Regions from separate parts of the Rattus norvegicus genome. Here region 1 is linked to region 2. A link is a contact called in public Hi-C data. All regions are on one chromosome and are shown on one strand. The core of a region is the stretch at or near the end of the contact, and the rest is flanking DNA. Distances in the headings are between cores, read along the strand shown. Region 1 holds the start of Tln2 (talin 2). Region 2 overlaps Tln2 (talin 2).

Region 1 (5,519 bases), core at 618-3,117, 110 kb after region 2:
AGAATCAAAACTGGCACTAGGCGTACCACGGTGCTCTTAATTACGTGTTCCAGGGAGCGCTTCCTCAGGACACCATGCTACTATTCTTTGTGTCCCCCTACAACCCCAAACACCAGCTCACTCCTCTTCCCATTCTCTGGAAATTACCCGTACTTAGTTTTCATTAGCACTGCCTTCTCTCCTTCCATCTCTGCTCCATCAACAGCATCAAGAAAACAAGTTCTCTCGCGAGTCACCTGAAGCCCCGACTTCGGGAAACGCCCCCCTTTCCTCCACCAGCCCCGCGCCAGAGAAAACCCGGCACACAGCCGCTAGTGCTACTACTTCTGTCGCTTCCACAAGCTAGGAGACGACAGGAGGCTTCAGGCTGATCCACATAAGCCAGGCCCTTGGCCCATCTACGAACCGACTCGCTTCCTCTCCAGCCTGGAGTGAGCTCCCGCGCCAGGTGGAGCACCCCGCGATCCCCAGTGCTGGGGGCTGGGGGTTACTGAAGAAAACGCTCAGCAACGTGCGCGGGCCAGGGAGAGGCGGTGCGCACAGCTCCGGCGGAGCGCTGGCAGCAGTAGCTTGGGGAAAAGAGGGGCGTGTGCTCAGCGCCAAACTGCCCCAAGTGCTATGACTCCCCTGCACTGTGACACCCGCGAGCCACGTGCATCGGTCCCCTGCACCGCTTTCCCCCACCCCCCACAGACCCAGCCTAGACCTGGGTGACGCGATGCAGTCCGCGCGCCCTTGTGGGGACATCCACCTTTTAGCTCGCCCCGGCGCGCAAACTTTCCCAACGACAATCGCTCAGGCTTTCCCGGGGGGCTTCGGAAAGTGGGCGCCCCCTTAGCCTCTGTAAAAACCCACTGAAAATATGGCGCCCTTGAACGTCGTTCCTTGGGCCCCGAAAAGCCAGGCTCCATATCCCTCCCGATCCCCGCCGGCGCGAAATCTCGGCTCCTGAGGGTCGGGGAAGGAGACTAGAGGCCGCCGCACTGGGTCCAAACCCTGCCCTCGCTCTCCGCCCCGCGCTATCCCTAAGCGGTCCTCGGCCGGCAGCTGGTTATGGGCAAGACAGCCAGGGAAAGGGGGAGTCCAGCAACCCGCAGGTCTCAGAGTCGGGGGCTAGGAGGCAGCCCGGAGTGTCTTCTCCACAAGCCGAGGCGGGAGACTTGTTTGCAAAGTGGCGCTTGAAGTAGGGGCAGCCAGTGTTGGAATGAAGCCGCTCTGCTCTCAGCCAACACAGTCGGCGCCGGGGTCACCGCCCGAGTCCAGGGGGCTCCTCGGTGCAGACCCGGCCGCTTTTCCGACCCCGTTACCGGAAACCCGAGGACTGAGCCCGAGAAGGGATCAGCTGCCTAAGGCTAGGGATCAGCTCTCGGACTCCGGCTGCAAGACTGTTTGCAAACCCCAGCACCCGGCTTGAGTGCAGCGAAACCTACATGTGCAATAGACAGGTGCATTCATTGCAATTTATTTTTCTTTTCTTGCAAAGAAGAAAAACAAACACCAAAAACCTAGGATAGGCAATGAAATCTAGAAGCTTGACAGGGTTTTTCTACATTGACATCACTTACGAGATGCAAACCCGAGAAGAAAACCACCCACATATTCCTTCTAGAGAGGGGAGGGAAAAGGCACTGAAAAATCCCTGCAGCGCGCATGCAGGCTGGAGAGCTGGGCAGCGCCACGCGCCGCGCCTTACCGCGGGGATGCAGCTACTGTCTCATTGCGGAGCGCCAGCCCCCGAGTGCAGCCAGCTCCGCTCACGCTGCGCCGCCGCCGCCGCTGCCGCCGCCGCCGCCGCTGCTGCTGGCTCCGGGCGCGGAACCGGAGCCGAGGGCGAGCGCGAGCGCACGGCCCGCGAGCGCCGGGAGGGCAGGAAGCGCGTCATCACTGGGGGACGGCGCGGCGGAGCTCTCCACCCGGCTCCTGGGTGTCCGCACCTCGGGCGCGGGATGGGGGCGCGCGCGGGGCTGTGGTGGGGTCCGCGTGCAAGAGGCGCAGAGGACACCCCCGACTGCCCCAGAATCTTGGCCCGGCTCTGAAGACCGATGAGGCGGCATGGAGACCAGGCGTCTGCTGGCATGAGGCCTCTGAGTCTTCTCAGCGTCCCTCCTGGACCACGGGCTGGGTCCTGGAGGTTACCAGGCGTGGATCCAGCCCTAAGGGTGGCAGAACGGATGCCAGTCATTTGAATTTAGGAAACCATTCTTCCAGAAAGATGGACAGCAAAGTGGGTGTGCCTATTGCACTAAATTTTTTTTTCGAGACAGCATCACACTAGGTAGACCAGGCTGGGCCCAAACTCAAATTAATCCGCCTCCTTCAGTACAGGGATTAAAGACCTGCCTCACCAAGACCCACTGTATGGGTGACTTGCTTCATACATACATTCATTCATTTGTGTATCTTTCTATCATACCCTGGAATTAAGTCACTTATGCATCCCCTGTATTTACATGTGCTGGGGGATGTTGGGATGGCAGGGTACAAAGTGAAAATTATCCTAGTTGCCACTGTGAAGGACACAGGAGAACAAATCACAAAGTCCGTTTCCTTTAAAATTATGATGTATAGAGAGACACAGAGAGGACAGATAGAATAAATTAACCAAGGTGTTCACCCTGTGTTCCAGTGGTTTGTGAAATTGTGGGGTTTTTTTCTCTTTCTGCTTGCTTCTAGTTTTATTTTTAACTTTTATAATTTTAAAAAATTAATACGAAAAGGCTTAGATGGTTATTTTTCCTCAGCCGGACACAGAGTGACCAGGATAGACTTGTCTTCCCAAGAAGTAGAGAACAAATCTCTTCAGCTCCTCAAATGCGACTATAGCAGCATTAGTGTCTCTCAGCTTGAAATTGTGGTCACTGTACATCCAAGAGTGAATCAACGTTGTAACTTGAAACTATCTTCAAGGAGTGCTTTGGGACCTTGAACAAGCCTGGCATAATGGAGAAACTAGACGAGACTCCTGAGGGGAGGGTGTCAAACGACTTTCTCAGGGGTCACATATCAGATATTTAAGACAGTGGCAAAATTGCAGGTATGAAATAGCAGCAAAAATAATTTTATGATTGGGATAAGGAGGTCACCAAAACGTGAGAAACTGTATTAAAGGGTCACAGCATTAGGAAGGTTGAGAAGCAAGGTCTTAAGAGTAAAACATTGTAACTTACTTCCTTTGCAGTAAATACACTTTATCCATCAGAATCCCCAATCAGAAAACAAATTACTGGGCTGTTTGAGGCAGTCCTAAAAGTTTCAGGACAGACTTTTCCCTGCCCCATGAATAAACATTCCTGTTTCCCAGATCCTTTTAGGCATTGGCTAGGTTAGCAGAATAGAGGTGGCAAGCTATCTCATGGATTTTGAAAGCAAATGTTTATTGATTTCATTAAGACCTGGTAAGAAGCTTGTCCTGGCTGGTTTTGGTGACAACTTGACACCAGCTGGACTTAACACAAAGAAAGGAGCCTCCCTTGAGGAAATGCCTCCATGAGATGCAGCTGTAAGGCATTTTCTCAATTAGTGATCAAGGATGGGAGGGCCCTTTGTGGGTGGTGCCATCCCTGGACTAGTGGTCTATAAGAAAGCAAGCTGAGGAAGCCAGGGGAAGTAAGTCGGTAAGTAACATCCCTCCATGGCTCCTGCATCAGCTCCTGCTTCCTGATCTGCTTGACTTCCAGTCCTGACTTCCTTTGGTGATGGACAGCAATGTGGAAGTGTAAGCTCAATAAACCCTTTCCTCCCCAACTTGCTTCTTGGTCATGCTGTTTTGTACAGGAATAGAAACCCTGATTAAGACAAAGCTCATTAAATTGATGCTTGCTAAGTTGCCTCTTAGTTTCCTGAAAATAACCTTTCTTTTTTTTTTTTTTTTTTTTTTTTTTGGAGTTCAAGATCCAGGTTTCCATAGGAAGAATGAGGGTAAACTGGTCACAATAAAGTCATTTCACCTGCCTCACACTTCTCAGGGCCCAGTAGCTTTCCATCAAAGCATCTTTTCTTTCTCTTCCAGACAGGGTTTCTCTGAGTAGTTCTGACTGTCCTGGAACTCGCTCTGCAGACCAGGCAGGCCTGGAACTCAGAGCTCCACCTGCCTCTGCCTCCAGAGAGCTGGGATCAAAGGCACGTGCCACCACTGCCAGCCCCATCAATTATCTCAAAACCAGTCAGTTTGCCTTTCCTCAAACCTGGATTTCTATGTGTAATACATTCTTCTCTAAGTATCTCTACACTTACCAGACCCTAGCAGCGAGTCAATAGGATAAGCTCGAGAGTAAGGAGCCTGTCTACATTCTTGCCTAAAAGCAGTTCACTACACAAGTGAATTCTTCTTCCATAAAGCTAGTCTCTCTGTATTACTTTAAAAAAAAAAAAGACCTTGTCTTACTGTGAAGGCTGGGCTGGCCTAGAACTCACTATGTAGAACAAACTGAACAAACTAGTGTTGAAATCCTACTCTTCCTGATTCAGTCTCCCAAGTCCTGGGATTCAGGCAAGCTCTACACACCCAGCAAAAACCAGTAAATTTTCTCCACTTAAAAAAGCAGGTGAGGTCTAAAGAGATAGGTCAGCAGTTAGAAACGCATCCTGCTTGCTAGTTCTCAAAGAAAACCCGAACAAGTCTCACTATACCTGTGTCTTCTCCCAGCATTTCTAACTCCACCCTCACCCCAAACTCTCCAGCTCAGGGGTTGGGGTCCCCTTCCCAAGCTTCTCTTTGCTGTAAAAGTCAGTCATTTTGGGCTCTCTTGATTTCCACCTGCCCTCTTGTCCTCTTTATCCATGGCTTCTCTCATGATCTGCTTGCCCCTCCCCTTCTCTCACTCTTTCTTCTGTGGTCCTGTCTGCCCTGCTGGCCAAGTTCAGTCTAGACCCTCCCTGATGCCTCTGGCTGTGCTTCCCTTCAGCCATACCTGGGAGCATGGTCATGTCCAGTTTTTTCATTCACTGCTCTTGAAGAGGACCATAGTTCAGTTCCCAGCACCTGTATCAGGCAGCTGGTAGCTGCCGTCCACCAAGCTCCAAAGGCACCTTCACACACACACACACACACACACACACACACACACACACACACACCACACACACACACACGGATCTAAAAGATGAAAATAAATACATCCTAGCAGCCGTGTCCTAGCTGACGTATAGGTATGAGAATGCTCATGAGGCACTAATCTGATGGGCACTATTCCACAGCCTCTGCCATCAGTTAAACCCCCTTCCTAGAGAGAAGTAGCGTTTCTCCTAGAATTCTTCACTGTAGTCTGGTTGCAAACTAATTTTTTGGGCACTGTGACACAGGCCACTATAATGTTTCAAATAACAACTCTTTTTAATTGGGTATTTTATGTACTTACACTCCAAATGTTATCCCCTTTCACAACTTTCTGATCCCACTTACCCTGCTTCTATGAAGATGCTCCCCCTCCCACTTCAACACCCTGGCATTCCCCTACACTGGGTAAACGAGCCTTCACAGGACCAAGGGCTTCTCCTGTTGATGCCAGACAATGTCATCC
Region 2 (4,823 bases), core at 898-3,397:
GAGCTGGAGAAATGACTCAAAGGTTAAGGGCACCGGCTGCTCGTGCAGAGGACGCAGGTTCAGTTCCCAGCTCAACCACACAGCAGCTCACAATCATCTGTAACTCTAATTTTCAGAGATCTGACACTTTCAGGCTTCCATGGGCATAGCATATATGTAGTATACAGACGTATAAGCAGGCAAAATGTGCATATAAAATAACAAATCATTTTTTTTAAAAAAAAGAAATTATGCAAGGAAAGAAAGTGCTGGTCCCTGTCTGTTTATTCTTCTTCTGGGAGACCAAATCAAAATAAAGTGTTACACTGAGCAGTAGCACACGCCTTTAATCCCAGCACTTGGGAGGCAGAGGCAGGTGGATCTCTGAGTTTAAGGCCAGCCTGATCAAAATACTGAGTTCCAGGACAGCCAGAGTTATACAAAGAGATCTTACCTCAATAATTAATTAATTAATTAATTAATTAATTAATTAAAATGAAGTGATCAGAGTACTGTAGAACATAGAACATTTCACATTAGGAACCCCATGTTTTGAGGATACCCCCGCTGATTCTTGAGTGGCTCACTTATCCAATGTCTCTTGCTCTTCTTGGAGATGCTCCCTACCACCCCACCCCCACACCCCACAGCCCCATCCAGTCAGATGCAGATTTCCATTCATTCTCATGGTTGACTGAGCTCTCAGGCATTCTAAGTACTTTGAATTAAACTACAAATCTGCTTTCCAGGTGTGATGTGCAGTTTTGGGCCCCTCACTTTAGAGTAACACATCCACATATCTTCTCTTAGAAGACAAGAGAGCGTCGCTGTGCCAGGAACAGCTTGTTGAAGACAGCTGTGCCTCCCCTGCCTGGTACTGCTTCATCCCTGGAAGACAACTCAATTGCTTACTAAGCGTGCCATATTTTATTATGCTTCAATTACACAGTTCCTCTGATCAGCCATGTTAGCATTTAATTACCATGCAATTAATTCAGGGCACTAACACAAAACTCATGGGCATTTCTGCTTTAGCCACAGAAATCATCAAACAGTTGACCCAAAGCCCACCCAATTTTACTCCTGCTCACCTGCATTCTGACTCACAAGAACTAGCCTGCTCTGTGCTTGAAAATTCTCCCTCATTCAGAACCACCAAAGACGACCAGCAGCTTGACAGGGGGAGGAGGGTAACTCAGGCATCAGCTGGATGGGGCATTAGCAGACTCTAATATTCTTTTTTTTTTTTTTTTTTTTTCGGAGCTGGGGTCCAAACCCAGGGCCTTGCGGCTGCTAGACAAGCACTCTACCACTGAGCTAAATCTCCAACCCCTAGACTCTAATATTCAAAATGGCAAACCTCACTCTTCAACAAATACAGTTTACATGGTCCTTATTTATACAAGCTGAAGAAAACAACCCCAAACCATTATTTCATTGAAAACATTCAACAACTAAAAACTAACAGGGATAACATCTTCCAGTTAAAAGCTAGCCTCTAAATACACTTATCTTTATAAAATCCTAGGACTAGAGAAATGTTTCAGCTGTTAAGAGCACTAGTACTCTTCCAGAGGACCTGGGTTCCGTTCTCAGCACCACACAGCAACTCACAGCTATCTGGAACTCCAGTCCCAGGAACCTAACTGCCTCTTCTGGCCGGCACAGACATCGTACACACATGGCACAAATATTCATGCAGGCAGAACACCCATACGCATAAAATAAAAATAAGCTGATTTGTTTTCATTTCCCTGGAACTAGGGAGATGGCCTTAGTGTGTCAGAGGAAATGTCCTGCCAGCATAAGGGCCTCAGTTCAGATTCCCAGGATCCACATAAAAAGCTAGCATAGATGAATGTGCCTATAACTCCCATGCTGGGGGGTGAAGGAGCACATGGAGCACGTGGACAGACGATATGCCGGCTGACTGCCGACCTAACTCCAGTTCAAGACTCTGACTTAAGGGAATAAGGCAAAGGAACAGTAAAACAGGACCTCCAGGCCCCTCCTCCACCTCTAACACATGTCCACACACCACACACACACACACACTCACACTTACATACACACCACACATGGTGGCACTCACATATACAGACATGAACATGTCAAAAAAAAAATGCAATCTGAGCTGGTGGAACGGCACAATAAGTAAAGGCATTTGCCAATAAGTCTTTCAACATGAGCCTGAGCCCTGAGTCCTACATGGCAGAGCGAGAAAACTAAGCTGTGCAAGTTGCTCTCTGATCTTAACGTGTATGCTACATATACACATAGACACACAGACACACACACACACTCACACACATACTCTATCCTTATTGTTCCGTTGTTTCATACCAACTCCCAGATCAGTGTCTGCAACATTCTGGACCAAACTGTTTCAGCTACCCCTTTAAATGTTATGTCTGTCCATTGCAGATTAGCAATTATCTTTAAGTCAAGAAGCAGACATATTTAATAATCTCCCATTACTAAATAACTAAACACTGTCCGATTCACACATGTTAAGAAGATGAATGCAAACACAAGCTTTAAAAAGGCAGTGTGGGGAGGGATGCCGGAGGTAGGCTGTGTACTTCCTTCACAAATTCTAGGAAGATTAAGACCCACTTGAGCACCACGATCCTCCTGCAAGATTTTTTGAAAAGCTGTGTCTTATAGTCTGTAGCAGGAATCGGCTGCTTTAACTGGGGCCCTCCTGTGTGACTTTCAACTCAAGTGGTTATTTATAACTGCAACGTCTGCTTTCCACTGTCAAAGTGTTGAGGCCCCGGGGAAGGTCACTTGAGAGTAGTGCTTGATTCCAACGCGTTGGCAGTGTAGGATTCCCCATCCTGGGGGGAGGGTGTACTTTCGCTCATAGCAATGTTCCAAGAACATGCCAAAGGGTCTTCTGAAAGGAGGGCTCTCATCTTTACTAGGTAAAGAGCAGTTTCTGGAGCTCTGAGGCCGGTATGCAAACGCTGGCTTTTGCCCTTAGGCACTTGCTCAATAAACATCTGCTGAGCCTTCCCTTTCTAGCTGCAGGACCATGGGAGTCTGCACTCTTCCCCAGTGCACTCAGGTTTCAATAGAAATGGGAAAAGCCTGGCACGAAGGCCTGGACACACATTCCTACCACATACAAACGGCACACACATACAAAGAAAGGACAGGAAGGTGCCTTCCTCTTGGGACAGCCTACTTAGCTGGGTTTGTGCGCTGCGCTTTAGAAAAGGAAACAAGAGACTGCATCTCAGGAATGAATAGCCATTTCCACCACGCACATCCCATCAGGGGCAGATCTTCATGGTTCTTGCTCAGAACTGAAAAAGCCAATGCTTACTAGGCATCTATCTCATGAAAATAGTGACTGCACCACCATCCTAGATGGGACACTGACTTTGTCATCATGTGATGAGCTTCAAGGTATGGAGTATGCCAAGTTCAAGTTACCTGAAAGTCAGCCACCCCTTCATCCCCACTCCTCACCTACAGAGAGACATGGCAGACCCAGACGGTTACAGAATAAGCCATGGAGACCTTCTTTGACCCTTCCACCACACTGAATATGATCTCTTTAGTTTGGTCCCTGCATAGACACAAATGAATCAAGAATAGGATAGGAGAGAAGGGAAGACTGACCACATTTCACAAACATCCAACTGTCTGTATACAAAGCACTCAGACCCTGCAGTGCAATTCTAAGAATTTTAAGAACTCAAGTCTGGGGCCACCAATCAGATGATAGGGTTCTGTCCTCCATTCCCAACACCAACTGGGGGACAAATGGCTTCCAGGGGATAGAAACTGGATCCAGGCAGGAACTCCAGAAGAAGATATGTTAGCAGGAAGATTCTGTGCTTATTACAATTAAGCTTGATTAAAAAGGATTTCTGTGTGAGGATGAGCATAATGCATCGGCTAAGGCCGGGGCTCTCCACAATCAACACACCTTTGGGGGTCAATGACCCTTTCACAGGGGTCATCTAAGACCTTCGAGAAACACAGACGTTTACATTATGATTCATAACAGTAGCAAAATCACAGTTTGAAATAGCAATGAAAGTAACTTTATGGTCTGGGGTCATCACACCGTGAGGAACTGTGTCAAAGGGTCACAGCATTGGGAATGGTGAGAGGCACTGGGCTATAGTGTGACGAACTTGTGAGGTAAGAGAAGGAGGGGCAGACAGAGTGGGAGAGCCAACCTATTTCAGAAGAAGCCAGAATCAAGTCTGGGGTTTTGCTTTCTAATGTTATTACTCAACAAAGAAGAGATGTGGGGTGACACTCAAAAACTAAACTAGCAAAAAAAAAACAAGAAAACAGACGGGTGTGGTAGCACAGAGCTATAATCTCAGTGCTGGGGAGGATGAGATGGGGCTGTCTCCTTGAGCTGTGGGCCAGCCTGAGCTACACAGCACATCTGTCTCAAAGACACAAACCAAAGCAAGCAAAAGACCACCATTTCCTTACTTCATCGGTACTGACCCCTCCTCAGGAGCAGAGGTTTGGAAGTGTGGGGGTGTATCTAGCAGGGTGCCCACCGAAGCCAGGGGACATGGGATCCCTAGGAGCTGGAGTTATAGGCATTTGTAAGCTGCCTCCCGTGGGTCCTCAGATGAGATACAAGCGCTCTTACTGCTAAGTCTGGTTTATCCTCCGTTCAACTGTCCTAACATAGTTGAGAATCCCGCCCATCTTCCTTACTGACCTATACTGACTGCTTTGATGAAAATCTATCAACTACAAAAGGGTGGGGTGTATGTCCAGACATTCTAGTCAGTTCCAAGGGCCTAATGTGTCTATCTTTTACCACTATCTTGATTTTGGTAGCTTTGAAGAAAACCTTCAGG

Evidence for each region. Hi-C and Micro-C count contacts between places; a contact is called where the count stands out from the background.
Region 1: a contact with region 2 is called in a Hi-C map of the A7r5 cell line, with 2.5 times the contacts expected there. The contact joins the promoter of Tln2 here to the enhancer-like site in region 2. A contact is called at or near these places in 6 of 12 Hi-C or Micro-C datasets (the A7r5 cell line, hepatocytes, kidney and 3 more).

What each region holds. Positions count from the first base shown.
Region 1 is chr8:77,131,494-77,137,012 of GRCr8, forward strand. It overlaps Tln2 (talin 2), which reads right to left and starts at 1,868. Exons shown (of 59, transcript NM_001419941.1): 1 at 1,694-1,868.
Region 2 is chr8:77,018,029-77,022,851 of GRCr8, forward strand. All of the region lies in intron 2 of Tln2 (talin 2), which reads right to left. Among named protein-coding and RNA genes, the nearest start is that of Tln2, 110 kb to the right of the region's middle. Within about 2 kb of position 2,148, at least 3 of the 93 cell types and tissues checked have an H3K27ac peak or open chromatin away from gene starts, as enhancers often do.